2 separate regions of the Mus musculus genome follow, and region 2 is linked to region 1. The links are chromatin contacts, called in public HiChIP or PLAC-seq maps. All regions are on one chromosome and are shown on one strand. Each heading gives the region's core, a stretch centred on a gene start, on an enhancer-like site or on the middle of the called end of the contact. The rest is flanking DNA. Distances are from core to core; before and after follow the strand shown. Region 1 has its middle 14 kb from the start of Raph1. Region 2 has its middle 70 kb from the start of Gm38388.

The links. HiChIP or PLAC-seq counts read pairs in DNA pulled down with a chosen protein or histone mark.
Region 2: an H3K4me3 HiChIP or PLAC-seq map of bone marrow-derived macrophages shows a contact between it and region 1, with 2.6 times the contacts expected there. The contact joins two enhancer-like sites. A contact is called at or near these places in 14 of 484 Hi-C or Micro-C datasets (the AML12 cell line, CD8 T cells, cerebral cortex and 6 more) and 9 of 115 datasets of contacts at active chromatin or transcription factors (CD8 T cells, bone marrow-derived macrophages, extraembryonic endoderm stem cells and 4 more).

What each region holds. Positions count from the first base shown.
Region 1 is chr1:60,578,599-60,582,249 of GRCm38.p6, forward strand. No RefSeq gene overlaps it. Among named protein-coding and RNA genes, the nearest start is that of Raph1, 14 kb to the left of the region's middle. Within about 2 kb of position 1,488, at least 79 of the 459 cell types and tissues checked have an H3K27ac peak or open chromatin away from gene starts, as enhancers often do. A contact at or near this core is called in bone marrow-derived macrophages and intestinal villus epithelium, where this site is marked.
Region 2 is chr1:60,667,323-60,670,699 of GRCm38.p6, forward strand. No RefSeq gene overlaps it. Among named protein-coding and RNA genes, the nearest start is that of Gm38388, 70 kb to the left of the region's middle. Within about 2 kb of position 1,924, at least 110 of the 459 cell types and tissues checked have an H3K27ac peak or open chromatin away from gene starts, as enhancers often do. A contact at or near this core is called in bone marrow-derived macrophages and intestinal villus epithelium, where this site is marked.

The DNA of each region.
Region 1 (3,651 bases), core at 238-2,737:
CATCATGGCTTATGCACTTCAAGCCAATACTGGGGAGAACACCAAACTGTGCTCTGGAAGTAACGGCAAATACTTGTGGAAATTTCTCCTCTTCCTTTTCTGCCTCTCTTTCTGCAGTAACTTTTCAGTATCCATTTAGGCTTTAATTTGGAGGAGAGATGCTGTGTTGGCAATAATACTGGATCATGCTGGATCAGGGTTAATATTTCCATTCACTGTTCTTGTCTTTATACTATCTTGTAGAACTCAAATAGTGGGTTTACTAAGGCACCAGGAAGAATATATTCTTTCAAAGCTTTTTATCTTACAGACTTTACAACCTACAGCAGAAGTTGGAAACTGGATATTATTAAAGCCATGGGGAAGCACTGTACATGAGCCCATGATAGGAAAGGCACACAGGCAATGGTGGTTTCTGTGAGCCTGGGAATGAATGAGTGAGGGATGAAATGACCACTCGTTTGAATGGGGCATCCAGAGGAATGGTATAGGATTGCATAGTTAAATGTACAGTGGTGTACTGAGGGCATTGTATGTGTTCCAAAGTCATTCTCAAATATCCTAACGTATGCTTCACCACAGGGGAAATTAAAAACAAAACAAAACAAATATCCCAAATAAACAACAACCAGATTTTTAAAAAAGAAAATACTTTCAGTTGTTGGTGAGAAGTTTTTTCTCATCTAGAAAAGAAGTCTTCTCTCCCTGTGATTTCAAACACCTGCATTCATTTGTTCTGGCTATCTTAATTCTCCAGTTCTCCTGTGTGGAATAAAACAAACAAACAAACAAACAAAAAACAAACAAAAGCAAAACCCCAAACTCAAAACTCCCTTTGTTTGGGTTTTTGGAGTTAATTTAATTTTAACTGAGTCCCCCATTCTTTGGGAGCAGAGATAACCAACTTTGGTCACCATTGGAGTTTTCCTCCCTTTTCCCTTATCTCCCTTGCTAAACAAGCTCACAACCATATACAGCCACTTGCCCTTCCACCATCAGCCCCAGAGGGGTTCCCAGGAAGTACTCACTGCCTGACTCCTCTCAATCTGTGGGTCATGACAGCTTTAAGGAGAGAGGTTCTTTCACAGGGGTTGCCTAAGACTGTCAGAAAACAAGCTATATACATTATAATGCATAACAGTAGCAACATTACAGTTATGAAGTAGCAATGAAAGTAATTTTATGGTTGGAGGTCGCTGTTGTATAAAGGGTGACAGCATTAGAACGTCGATGCTTTTACAGCAGCCTATGGACAGGCATCTCAGTGAGCTAGAATTGCTTAGATGTCTCTGGGGAGGCAGTAGAGAGAAATGGAAGCCACAGAAGGGCAGGGCTCTGCAGTCTCTTAACTTTCTATGGACCCACCTTCCTCCCTGGAAGCAAGCTCAGTTCCCCTTTCCCTCTACCAAGTCCAGCATAGGCTTTTCTGTGGGTTTAGGAGGTTGAAAATACAAACCCAGAAGAGAAGTATCTTGCAGGAAACTTCTGCTTTCTTCCTTGTGACACACTCCCAGAGGCAAAGAAGCACAAAGGGACTTCAGCCTCTGGGTATGGACCCGGAAGAGGAAGGCATAAATACCAACAATCTTCACAACTTAGCTGAGTTAACAGGAAATATGCTTTGCCTGAAGGCTTAAGGGCAAAGAGTTGATCAGCAAATTGCTCAGTATCCACCCTTCCTTACAAAACTCTAAAAAGTTAGCTTTGAGCACCTACAATCTGGGTCAGTTGATAGAGTTAGACATTTTCAATAGTTGCCAGTTGTGGCTCATTTCTATGATATCAACACTGGAAAATCTGAGGCAGGTGGATCGCTGTTAGTTTGAAGCCAGTCTGAGCTATGTAGTGAGGTCCAGGACAGCCTGGGCTACAATGTGAGACTCTATTTCAGAGAAAGAGCGAGAGAGTGAGAGAGAGAGAGAGACAGAGACAGAGAGAGAGAGAGAGACAGAGACAGACAGAGAAAGAGACACACACACAGAGACAGAGATAGAGACAGAGAGAGAAGACAGAGGCAGAGAGAGAGACAGAGAGAGAAGACAGAGACAGAGTGACAGAGACAGACAGAGGGAGACAGAGATAGGCAGACAGAGACACAAAGAAAGACACAGACAGACAGACAGACACACACACACACACAGAGAAGGTGGGGATAAATTCCATTCGTGACTGTTGGTGGAAAAGCTAAACTGTTTATTCCAAAATATGACTCAGCCAAGTTACAACCAGTTTTATTATAAGAAGGATATAAGACAGTTTGTAGTAAATCTACTCACATACATTTGTCTAACTTGCACTTTCTGATTGTCTTTATTCCTAAAATAATTCAGCACGGAGCAAGGGAAAACAGTACCACAAGCTTTACCAGTGCCCATTTACAGCTGTTGCAATAGCCTTTGCTCCGCAACTACTGTTTTCCATTTCCTAGATGCTCGCGTGCCTACAAAGGGAGATGGAGGAGCGTCCATTTTCTCAGGAGACTTTCTCAGTCTCTGCCCCTCTGCTCCAGTTTTGGCTGTGTAGTAGAAGTTGTAATTAGAATAGCATGGAAGCGTAGGACCATATGTATGTGTATGCTGCAAAGCTTCTTGACAGTCGCCGTGACAACTGAGAAGGTGCAGAAGCTCTGCATGCATCTTTAGGCATCTTCATCTGAACAGCCATCACATAGAGTGCGTGCAAAACCTTTTTACTAAGCAAAAGGTTTTCTTTTTTTTTTTTCTTAACAATTTTTGGCACTTTAATGCTTTTTATTTATGTAACAAAATGGTTTTCCTTTAGATATTGTTCCAAGAGACGATGCCCTTTAGCTAAATATCAGTCTGCATTTAAACTATCATGGCTCTTTAGTTAGGTGGCAGTTCCTTAAAGTTATTCTCAAGAAGACAGGTGCATTTGCTGTCAATTATCCATGTCTATCTATAGATCATGGCTCACAGAATCAGGGACACTGGAGCTACACGAAAGGGTGGCTAACTAAAGATTATTACTCTCTGTGTGACGTGAGTAAGTGTGTTTGATTCTTCTCCAAGGCTCCAAGAAACAAGAGAAGGATTTTATCCTCCAGTCTTCTCTAAGCAGCATAGCAACAGAAGACAACTGAAGAACATATTAGTGAGAATTTTTATCACATAGAAATGTGTGTTCCCAGTACCACACAGAACAAAGAGTTATAGATTGTTCCCTCTAAATTTTTGGTTTTGTACAATCTTCTCATTTAAAGCCACATCTATCAGGTACATATTTTCATTCATTCATAAAAACATTTATTGAAGTCTTACCATGCATTGATATACTCAAGGAACATAAGAATAAATTCAGTTAAGGGACGGAACATTGAGTTGTACCCCCAAAGCTGTCATGGGAGTCCAGCTTTTCATCGTAGAGGACTTGGGATCTCAGTGCTTCAGACTCTGTACCTGACAAAAGTCAGGTGCTTTGAAGATGACTTCAGTTAAATCAATGGAAAGCTGTTCATATGGGGCGTCTCCTGAGCATAACAGCCATGCCATCATGGAATAGCCATGAACAGCCTGGGTAGGTGGTGGGTAGAAGGGAGAACAAGGTAGGTAACACGGCTCTGGAATGAGTCTAGAGTTCCTGATACTGTTCTGTTTCCCAAGAGGACAGGAAAAATATGGATTCTAGGTC
Region 2 (3,377 bases), core at 674-3,173, 89 kb after region 1:
CCAATTCCCTCTGCTACAAGTGGAGATAATAGTCTACTTTAGAAAGTGCTCACATTGAGGGAGCTTGTGTTTTAAGGCCATTAACAAGATACCCACTGCCATGCTTAATAAATGGTAGCTACACAGTAATATCTTTTCAAAGGTACAAGTTATCCACATTTATATATGTATATGTCAATGACTATGTCTTGCCTTCTGCTCTAGTGAGCATAGCTACTAGATTGAAAGCAACACAAAGCTAAAAGGCAATAGAGATTAGGAGCCAACACACTCAATAAAATCAATTTGGAACATAGGTTGATGGAGGAAAACTAGGTTTTTATGTTCTCAAACCCAAAAGAGGTGTCTGGAGTATTGAAATGGGGGAAACAGAATTGGATTAGGTAATTCGACTCATAAGAGCATTTTATTAGGGTGAAAAAATTTTTAGATAGTCTGTAACATAAAGGGTATCTTTATACAACCCCAAGGAATAAAATCAAAAGCTATAAATGTAAAAGGTGACCGATAGAAACATTTGCTCTTTTGCAACTAACAATCAACCTTTTAGAATGACAGACTGCTTGAGGCTTCTGCACCAGGCTTCACTTTCTGCATACCAGCTAATGTATGAGCTTATTTTCCACCCGACAGTCAGTCTTGAAGACACAGGAATGCCTTGTGGTCCTGGTCACTAAGTTTGGATGAGGTTTCTGCATTAATCTGCTCCTGGGGAGGGCACAAGGAAGCAGTGTCACCGTGGAACGTAATACCAATGTTTGTTCCCCTCCCCCCGAGGTGCGGTACTAGCAAGCCATTTATACACAGGGCTGCCCTTCTGAAAACAGGTAGAACAAAGGACATCCACTCGGAAGAAGCACTTTCAGTTCTTAGTCAAAGATAGCTTCCCTTGAAAGGTAGAATGTTTTTAAAAGATGAGAAAATGTGTGCTCTGTGGGACCAAGGGAATCTCATGCAAGGAAGCACAATCCATCTCCCCTTGCCTGCAAGGGAGCCAGATCCTGATTTATTTTTTGTTCACGATTCAGCAGAAATACAATGCTCCGTTTCATAGAGGCTTATTACGACACAATAACAGCACTATAATTTCCGTCTCGATGAAGGGCTTCCCTTGGCTTTCGGCCGGCTGATCTCACTGTCCGTTAGCGAGCCTGCTGCTTTGGACACAGGGGAATGCCTTCATGTGTGTGCATCCTGTGTTCTTTTAACGAGTGTTTTATAAATGGTTTAACAGCTGTTATTTACTGACGTGTTTGGTGTTTGCATATAGTCAGACTTTTGCCTGGTGGGGAGATTTAGATAGTCTGTAAGCCACCGTGAGTGAGGGTGCCGCTCACTTCTGTTTAGTGCACAGAAGACCTTTCGGCTCCTTTGTCTCAGGAAACCTATAATTGTAAAATTCCTCCTTGATATTATCATTCACACAGGCCCAGACCTAAATACCTAACTAACTCTCTCTCTCTCTCTCTCTCTCTCTCTCTCTCTCTCTCTCTCTCTCTCTCTTCTTCTTCTTCTTCTTCTTCTTCTTCTTCTTCTTCTTCTTCTTCTTCTTCTTCTTCTTCTTCTTCTTCTTTCTTTGGCCATTCTTGATGTTGCTTGGAAATTATAGTCAGTTAAGTAAAATTTTTCTGGAAATGGCTCTAAAGCTAGGAACACTGCTTATTTTTGTCTATTTTAACAAGTTTTCTTTTCTTTTCTTTTCTTTTCTTTTCTTTTCTTTTCTTTTCTTTTCTTTTTTTCCCAGAAGCCTTTGGACTCAATGCCCCACGGCTATCTCTCAGCACCAGGGACCTTTGCTCCAGGACAGTATAAACGTTTCGTAATTCTTGCTTCCTGAAGGGCAACAACCTGAACTCTCACACGTAATCCTCCCCTCTCCTGTGGACGGGCTTGGCTGAGGTGTGCTGCCTTTCTGCAGTGCCAAAGGGGACGTGTCAGAGAAGGGATGACTCCCAGTGCCAGTAATAAACAGTTGGGCGGCAGCCTTCTCTCTAACAGCAAAGCCAAGCTTAGCAGTTAGTCAGCTCTTTCTCCCTCCATAGTCTGAGCTGACGAGTGCGTAGCTACTGGTTCCAAACACTTTCCTCTTTTTGATTAGAAACTGGAAGTGCCAAAGGAGAGACAAGTATTTTTCACGTTGGCTTTAAGTACACATATTCAGTGAGTGCCCACTTCGGACCAGAGACTGTTCAAACCCCCTAAGTATTATCTTTCTTCACTCCTACATTAACTGTCAAGAAGATGAGTTTCCATCTCTATGTGAAATCAAGTCTTTAAGGAGGTTTGGATACTTGCCTCGGGTTGCATATTAGCTGAGGCAAAGCTAGGGCATCACCCTGCTGTCAAACCCACTTTTAATGTTTCCCCTTAATTCTTAGAAAATTCATTCAACATTTTTTGATCATTGTCACATGCCTCCCCCATCTCCTCCCAGATCCACTCCCAACTTACTTTGAACCTAACTTTGTGTTCTCTCTCTCTCTCTTAAAAAAATAAAATAAAAAAAAACCAAACAGGTCCAATTTGTGTTGTTCAAAAATTCTTGGGGGTGGGGCCTGCTTTGGATCTGGTTGATCAATCAGTGGTCACATGCTTGAAGCACCCTCCCACCTCTAATCCCCAGCAGCTATTAAAGGCTATAGCTCCATGAGACTCCAAACCTGCACCTTTAACCACTGCGCTATACTGCCTCCCCGTGTTAATGCATCTTTTATCTGTATTTCCAGCACTTTGGAAGATTGAAAAAACCACAGACGCCTGCAGATAACACGTTTTATAATAGTTTCTATGCTTGTCATTATCTTTACATTGTATTGTTATATTAATTACTATGTTACAAATGAAACAGCCAGGAAACCGAGCTAGGTTCAAGCAAATTCAAGGATTTTGAGCTCTAAGATACCATCGTAACTATAGCCTTCTGCAGCTTTGTGTCTGCTCCTGGTTCTCTAAAGCAGTCTTTTGTTTTGCACGAACACTTGCTATGGAGAAATATCAGCTGCAGGGAACAATTCACAACGGTACCTACTACCCACTCTCCTTCCTTCCCCACAACCTCCGGTCCTGGCAAGTGCTGTTATTTTGAATGAATTTGATTGAAAGAGACAGGAAACCCACATTTATTTATTTTTTTCTAAAATTTATGAAACAAAGCATGTTTAAGAAACCTGGAGTTATTCTTGGTTTCTGACATCAACCTTCAGAGGAAAGAAAACAGTGGTGCCATAAATTGAAAAAGAGGTAGAGGGCTCAGGGACACTTAGCAATGTCAAGCATCAGTGCCATTGTCTTCAGTATGGGGCGTTCTAAGGCATTGAAAACACCAGCCAACGGGAATTTCCAAGATTGTGTAATTCTCTAACGGAGCTGCTCTGAGT